2 separate regions of the Zea mays genome follow, and region 1 is linked to region 2. A link is a contact called in public Hi-C data. All regions are on one chromosome and are shown on one strand. The core of a region is the stretch at or near the end of the contact, and the rest is flanking DNA. Distances in the headings are between cores, read along the strand shown. Region 1 holds the start of LOC103646632 (protein SMAX1-LIKE 4). Region 2 holds the start of LOC100273674.

The links. Hi-C and Micro-C count contacts between places; a contact is called where the count stands out from the background.
Region 1: a contact with region 2 is called in a Hi-C map of ear, with 2.8 times the contacts expected there. The contact joins the promoter of LOC103646632 here to the promoter of LOC100273674 in region 2. A contact is called at or near these places in 4 of 25 Hi-C or Micro-C datasets (ear, leaf, root tip and 1 more).

What each region holds. Positions count from the first base shown.
Region 1 is chr2:82,768,553-82,772,905 of Zm-B73-REFERENCE-NAM-5.0, reverse strand. It overlaps LOC103646632 (protein SMAX1-LIKE 4), which reads left to right and starts at 2,987. Exons shown (of 3, transcript XM_008664143.2): 1 at 2,987-4,353. The coding sequence starts at 3,345.
Region 2 is chr2:82,331,404-82,335,524 of Zm-B73-REFERENCE-NAM-5.0, reverse strand. It overlaps LOC100273674, which reads left to right and starts at 2,268. Exons shown (of 13, transcript NM_001360290.1): 1 at 2,268-2,469; 2 at 2,572-2,629; 3 at 3,583-3,715; 4 at 3,815-3,870. The coding sequence starts at 3,599.

The sequences.
Region 1 (4,353 bases), core at 1,738-4,237, 440 kb before region 2:
CAAATTTCTAAAGAACGTGCTTAGCACAGCACTTACTTCTTGAGGGAGAACTCTCCGGACAGCAAGTGGTAGTAAGTATTGCAGAAGAATGGTTGCCATGAGTACTAAGATTAACTATCTTTTTTCATTGACAAGAACATTATGTCGTATATCAGCTGCATAACTATCAGGAAACTTGACCCCTTTTAATACTTGACAAAACAATCTCTTCTCATCAGGGCTCATTGATTAGGGTGCAGGACGGCTTGAAGATCCAAGCGAGCATCTAGATTATCCTTAGATTTTCTAGCAATGTCCAACTAAGTATTAATTATATCGTCACACACATTCTTCTCTATGTGCATGACTTCAAAAATATATCAAATTTGCATGTCCTTCCAATATGCAAGAGTGAACCAAATAGGTCTCCTTTTTAGAAAGACTAATGGTTTCCCATCCTTGCATTTATGATTCCTTATTGGCTTACCTAATGGATTCTTGCCATAAACTATTTTTAGATTTTTTTGTATAATCCAAAATTTCCTCTCCTGAAAGAGAAGTAGGTGCTGACCTCAACTCATTTTCACCAAATGAATCAACATTAGACCTAAATGGGTGGCCTGGGTGCAAGAACCTACGATGTCTCATGTAGGAAGACTTGCTACCATTTTCTAGTCTGAGAGAACAAATCAAGGAGTGGCAATCAGGACACGCTGCTTCACCAGAGGTGACAAATCTGGATACACTGCCTAGATCAGGGAAATCAGTGATGGTCCAAATTATTGCAACACACAACTGAAAGTATTCACCTTTAAGGCATCATAGGTTTTCACACCATTAACAAATATATCAAGTAGATCATAGACAAGGGGCTGAAAATTAATGTCCATATCACTACCCACAAAAGATCGATCAGGAATTAATACAGACAAGATAAATCTGAATCCTTCATGCACATCGAAGGTGGAAAGTTGAGTGGAACCAATATGCCAGGCAAAATACTGTAACTAACATTCATTGTCCTATATGGATTGAAACCATCTGTAGCTGATGCTCGGCGGATATTATGACTATCCATAGCAAATTCTAGATACTTTTCATCAATATCATTCCACAAGGGTGAATTGATAGGATGCCTAAGCCAACCATGTTTTACTATGTGTTCATCATGCCACCTTCTGAGGCTTGCAAATTTAGAAGAAACAAACAATCTTTGGAGTCTTTTCTTAATAGGGAAATAACGAAGAACCTTCCTACGAACTTTGTACTCATGTTTCCCATCTAGACTCTTCTTTTCTGATTTCCAATGTGAGACACTACATACCGAGCATGAATCAGATTTTTTATGCTTCTTCCAAAATAGAATGCAATCATTTTCACATGCATGAATTGTAGTGTACCCAACTCCTACAGATTTGACCACTTCCTTTGCTTTGTGAAAGTTTCTAGGAAGTGTCAAACCCTTAGGTAGTGCATCAACAAGTAAATCTACCAACAAATCAAAACTTCTATGCGTCCCTCCCCCAAGAAGTTTGATGTGAAGCAAACGAACTAGGAAACGTAGCTTTGAGTAGTTTTGGCAACCTCGATATAATTCTTGACTATTATCTTTTGCTAGCTTACGAATGGCTATTGTGTCTTCATTAGGTTCCTACAAGGGCACAATATCTTGTTCCCTACTGCTGAATGTCTAAATGCAAAAGCTAGGAAATCAATCACCCCTTGTTTATGAACCTGTGTATCCCTACATACAATACCTATGTTACATATCAATTTAACTATAGAAAAACTTAAGATTTGTTGTGAAAAGTTGCTTTGTACCTAGCCTTACTTGTGATCCATAATTTATCCGGATCAGAGGAGTTGATCACCGAAGGACGCCCAAACTATCGTATAGATCGCCGACCATCTCAGCCCGCGCCTCGCGCGACCGTCGTCGCCACCGCTGCCGGAGACGGTGGTGCCTCGCACGATCGCCAAAGAGGGCCATCACTGTCGTGCACGCGTGCAGAGCCGCCAACATACGAGCCTCTGGTCGTGGCCGGCGCTCGCTCCTCCCGAGCCACCGTCATCGCTACGCGCACCTTCGGGGCCATCATCGCCGCTCGCGCCTCGGGTAACCGCCGTCGACGAGTGAGGGGCGCATGCGTCGCTCGCTCGTGCCTCCCCGAGCCACGACCGGCGCTCTTGCCTCCGGGGCTGCCGGCGCCGCTGCACGCGACTCCAGGGTCACTGTCGCCGCTCGTGCCTCGAGGAACCACCGTCGTCGCTCGTGCGTCAGGATGGGGGCGTCAAAAAATAACAACCTTTTGCATAACATAAAAACAACAACCTTTTTTAGCATTAATAAGTCCACTCATAGCTATAATGCTAAAATTTTATTTATACCCTTGCTTAATGGAAATGATGAATAGTTGCTCCATGAGGTAGTGTGGGGTTTCAGGGTATGGTGGAACGGAACCGTTCCGCTTTCAATTTGTTCTTGTTTGGATTGGCTTTATGTAGAATAGAGTGGCTCTAAAAAGAAAAAATTATGCTCAAATGCTGAATCATCCGGCTGCCCAAAATCTCTGATATCTCCTATTATCTAGGTTGAAAGAGCTAGATTATGAGATTTTTTTTTGCTTTCCATAAAGTGTCACCTCTACATTACTGCACATGTCTAGAATATGTTGAAAACAAACATGGCCATAGACATATGGTCCTTCAAGTTTCTCAACAAAAAACCAAGGGAGCACCTCAGCATGGCTTGCATGGATAGCCATAGGCAGTTGGTGTGGAAGGGGAAGCTCGATTGATCCCTGCTTCCCTGAAAAAAACAGTCCTGTGCTCAGCCGAAGGAAAGGGCATTGGTGCGCACACTGGGCGTGACCGCGTGACACAGAAAGCAGGGAGCAAAGGCTGACGCGGCTAGGCTATGCAAAGGCGCGGCAGCTCAGCAGGCGGCATCCGCCACACTTCATAAACAGACAAACTAGCTACCCTCTATGCAGCCAAGCCACTTCAATCTCAAATTCTCCGTGAAATGGTTGAAGAGAGAATACTCTATAAAGGTAAACAAAAGCAGCCACAAAAGAAGGCAGCCAGCAGCGCTAGCCAGTCTAGGCACGTACACACACGGCCCCTATTGCCAAACAGCAGGAGAGCGCTCTCACCCTGATCTCTGATAAGGGAGAGGGAAGAATCGCTCATCAGGTGGCTCACACGCATCATTGCCGCGCGCTGCCTCCCAACGTTCCAGCACGAACGAAGGGCGTCTTTGCCTTCCATTGCTACGAGGGAGAAGCAAGAACGTGGGCACGTGGCACACACATCACATACAGCGTGTAAGGCACAGAGGGGGGGTGGCGGGGTGACGGCGAGGGATGCGGGCGGGGGCATACACCATCCACCAGTCGCTCAACGCCGAGGCGGCCGCTGTGCTGAAGCTCGCGCTCGCGCTCGCGCGCAGGCGCGGCCATGCGCAGGTCACTCCGCTGCACGTCGCGTTCGCGCTGCTGACCGGCCCCGCCGCTGCCGCCGCGTGCATGCAGCCTCTCGCGGCCTTCTACTCGCCCGCGTCTCTGGCGGCGCCGTACGGCCTGCTCAAGCGTGCCTGCCTGCGCTCGCACCCGGCGCCCGGCGCGGCGTCGTCTCACGGCGCGCCCCAGCACCCACTCCAGTGCCGCGCGCTCGAGCTGTGCTTCAACGTCGCGCTCAATCGCCTGCCCGCGTCCGGCCCGCACTCGCCGCCCTCCTCGATGACGGCGCCGTTCACGTCGCCGCTTATCCAGCCCAGCCCCACGCTCTCTAACGCTCTCGTCGCCGCCCTCAAGCGCGCGCAGGCCAACCAGCGACGCGGGTGCGTTGAGCTCCCGCAGCCACCGCCGCCAGCAAATGCGCCGCAGCCGCAGCCACTGCTCGCCATCAAGGTGGAGCTGGAGCAGCTGGTCATCTCCATCCTCGACGACCCCAGCGTCAGCCGCGTCATGCGGGAAGCCGGCTTCTCCAGCGCCACCGTCAAGAACAACCTCGAGGAGGAGAGCGCGCTCATGCCGCCACCTTCCTCATCGTCCCCGCCACCGCCGCCTCCGCCCATCCCTCCCCACTTCTTCATCGACTCCAGCATTTCCTCCGGCGGCAAAAGCGGTGACCGCTTCGGGCTGTGGCCAGCGCAGTTCTTGGCAGCGCCGGGCCCTGGGGCCTGCAGCGCCGACGTCCGCGCGGTCCTGGAGGTGATGGTGCGGAAGGAGGGACGTCGAAGCAACCCCGTTGTGGTTGGTGACTCGGTGTCCATGGCCGAGGCCGTGGCCGGTGAGCTCCTGCGGTGCCTCGAGCGCGGCGACGTCCCCGAAGCACTCGCCGGCGCTCACCTCCTAAAGCTGCAGCTCTCCT
Region 2 (4,121 bases), core at 1,019-3,518:
CTCCATTGATGGCATTCATGGAGGTTTTGAATGGAGGGAGAGAGAAGGGGAAACTAGGGGAGGAGTAGAAGTGTCGGCGGTCCGGCTCCGGGGTCACGGTCGGGCGCGAGGTCGGCGGCCTGGTCGCGGTCGGCGCGCAGCACGCGCGCGATGTCCTGGTGGCGGCGCGGCTGGGGAAGGAGACGAGGGGCGGCCGCGGGTGGGGCCCGCTCGGCAGGGAGAGAGGGGGGGGGGGAAGAAAATCCTCCCCTAATGGCGGCTTGACTGTTGGGCCCTGATGGGCCGGTTAGATGTTAGGGTTTCTGAAATTCTTTTTTTATTTCTTTTCTATTAAAATATAAATAAATATATTTTTAAAAATTCTAAAAAATCATAATAATTATACCAAAATTTTTTATAACTAAAATATTTATTTTTGGACCAATAATTATTATATTATTTAATTGGATTTTTATTAAGAAGAAAATTTCTACTAAACATCCAAAATCAAACATGAATACAACAAAAATTATTCTAGATGCAAAATAAAAATCACACTTTATTACCCTAATTATCATTAATAATCTTAAATGTATTTTTTTAGTTGATGGTTTTTATAGTGTTACATGGAGTCTCTCACAAGTTACACAATTGTTTACAATCAAAATGGAGTAAGGATGGGAGTAGAAACGCACACAAGGGCACAACGCAGCAACAACACACACAAGTGAAAAGAGAGCGCACGAAACACAACGACAGAATTACAGCTCAAAAACGCGCTCAAATCTCTCTCTAGCAAAACAATAGCATGGTCGCATGGATTCAGAGCTGTAGTGTTCTCAAAGAGTGCTTGGGTACAACTCCATGGTGTCTAGAGGGTCCTTTTATAGCCCCAAGGGACCTAGGTGTCGTTGGAGCTCCATTTGGAAGGTCCTAGTTGCCTTCTATCCGCGAGTACACCGGACTGTCCGGTGCACACCGAACACTGCACAGTGCAACTATCATGAATCTCTGATTTGCTACTTTTTGCTTCTGGGCGGCACCAGACTGTCCCACGGGGGCACCGAACTGTCCGGTGCTCCTCCTGACCGTTGGCTCCGGCTAACGTGTCAAGTAGCCGTTGGCCGACTAACAAACCGGATTGTCTAGCATTCCGCGCGGACCATCCGATGAATTATAGCCGGGGGTGTTAGCTTTTCCCGAGAGCTGCCCAAACGACCGGACAGTTACCGAACCGTCCGGTGGGTGGCACCGGACCTTCTGGTGCTACTCAAAGAAGCCCAGATGCTTCTTTTCCATGCCAACTTTTCTTTGTTTTTTGGCTCGACTTCGTATAGTCCCTAACACTTAGAGTGTGTTTGGTTTGAGGAATGAAGTGATCCATCTTCTTCTCACTCTTCACTTTTTTATTTGGTTTGTGGAATAAAATGAGTTGATCCATCACCACCCCATTCCTCATAAGCTAATAATTAGTATATACATGAGGAGTGGATTGATTCCACCAAAATTGATGGAATGAACTTATGATGCATCACCTCATGAAGCATAGAGTGACTCCACAAACCAAACACACCATTAGACAATATATGATTAGTACCTAAAACAAGTGACTAAGTGCTAGAAACATACACTTTTTCACTTGGAACCATATAGATTTGTAGTATGTCTATTTTCAAGCCTAAAAGTGCCTTCGAAGTCGTTTTCTTGGGCCATCGCGAGTTTGCTTTATCGTAGCACGAACGATGGGTGCCAAATGTTGGGACCGACTGACACATGGTCAAGTGGGCCCAATCAAGAAAGAGGGAACACAAATGCTCAACAAAACAGTAAGTATGGAACTGTAGCGTCTTGTTAAGTGTGTCCCGTCCATGTACAATGTGAGGATATTTATAGGTAACCGAGCATGTGGGTGTGCCCCCCTAAGTAATGTTATGCACTCAGTTACCTGCTACCATCGTTAGAGCGATGTTAAGTACAATCTGCTTAAACGTACTACGGATCCTATCCAAGACGGGCCGACAAATGGGCCCAAATAACGGCGGGACACGGCCTGGCCGCCGCCCAACCACATGGTAGTTTAATCCCCTACTAGTCTCGGAGAGTCGCTCCGAGGAATGGGAGTCGTGCCCCACCGGCGGCAGCAGCACCGGTGACGCCGGCACGCCTAAATGCGTCGTCCCCTCGCCTCTGCGGCCCTCCGCCTCCGCTTCTTCTCTTCCACCTCCCCTGCCCGCCTTCTCTCGCCCTGCCCATTCCTTCTATCCCGCCGTGACGACGACGGCGGCCGCGAGGCCTCCTCGTCGCCGCTGCCCCCGCTCCCGCCTTCTGGCTCGGCTTTCTCCCCACGCCCGCTCCTCTTCTCTGCATCAGCTGCCGCGGGCCTCTTCAGCCTCCATGGCGGGTGGTGGAGGCAGGCTCTTCCTCCTGCAGCGTCGCGGCCCCTCGGCTCCGTCTCTGACGCAGCTCCCGTCCGGCTCACCATCTCCCGCAGTAAGGAAGGGCTGGCCCCTTCTTTGATTTCCTCGTTGTGCCTGCTTTTTCTATTTGCTTAGCTCTTGCCTTATGTTGGGTGCTGCTGCTCTTCTGATGCAGGTTATTCTCTGCGTGTGGCCAAGGGCAAGAAGAAAGCACATTTTGACGATGAACACAGGTAATTCCCCTTTCTTGGTCTCCCTCAGAAGTCACATTTTGACGATGGCACCCCTAACATTTCCCTCAGATGTCAGAACATTGCGTATCCAGCAAAACAGATTTCAGAAGTTGTGTTCTCGTCATGGATTATTGACATTCTTTGTTTTCATGCAAAATATAATAATTAGTATATTTATATATGAAACATTGTGATAAAGAAGATGCTCAACACAGTGCCTCGTACCCTATATCTATCTACTATATAAATCACCAGTTTCCATTGTTTCTACCGTCGTCGTGCGTGACCCCTCCTTGCTCCTCATTTTAATGGTGAAAAAGCTAAAATTATGTACAAATAAGGATTCAAACCATGATTTTTGCCTTGTTGGCTCCAAACCCACATTCATACCCACATAACAAACAAAATACACATGTTTTTGCGTTTTATACTTTATAATTAAGCATAAATGGAAACCGTAGCAACATATGAGTACCTAACAAGTATAAGATAAATTGCGATTTTGTGAGTGTGAGATGGTTTTGGTATATGTGCATCTGTGGATCTGTGCTGTGATGGAACACAAATGCTTTTGCCCTGATGTTATGACAGTACACAATTGGGGATATGTTATTCCATAATTTTTTTGGAGTTGGAGGCATAAGAGAATGTTATGCTCCCCATTCCTGGACGAGGTGATGAGACAAGGAAAAAAGCCCACTTAGAATATGCTTCTGATTGAACTATGAGTCTGAATCACGATGCTGCTGCACAATAAGTACTCATTGCAAATTACCCCTTTATTTTTTGTCATTGTGGTAAAGAAACACAATTACAAAGGATAACCTATACTAGTTGATCCAGCATTTTGTTATCAACAGAATAGTGTCATTGCTTCTTGTTTGGATTGCTCATGAAGTTATCTTTTGATGTACATTTCGTTTAATGTAATTGATATTGGAATGTGACCTCAGCCATCGAGCGGTTAACATGGCACTATGGTGCAACTTCCTCGTTTTCTCCCTAAAGTTTGGAGTGTGGATTTCAACTTCAAGTCATGTTATGCTAGCTGAGCTTGTGCATTCTGTTGCAGACTTTGCTAACCAGGTATGTTTTTTTTGCTATGCCAGTTGATGTTTATACCTTTCCTCTCTGTTTCATGACCATGAATAAAGAACTCAGATCTAATTGTTCATCAACTTTCAGGCTCTTCTTGCTTATGGTTTGAGCAGCTCAAGACGTGCTCCAGATGCTCTACACCCGTATGCATAATCCATTCTTCTGGAATATAATGCTTTGTCAGAAAATAACTGGAACATTCTTAGTTCTTTACTGTACTGTATTTATTTAAGTAAATTAATTCCTTCTTTTTCATGAATGAGAAATTGAGACTCTTTTCCTTTGATGTAAAATATGATGACTGATGGGGCATAGAATTGTGGACCTTGCACCCCGATTACATAGGCTGATTCCTAAAAGAAGGGTTCACAAGAGAACAGTGCTAGAAGCTCTC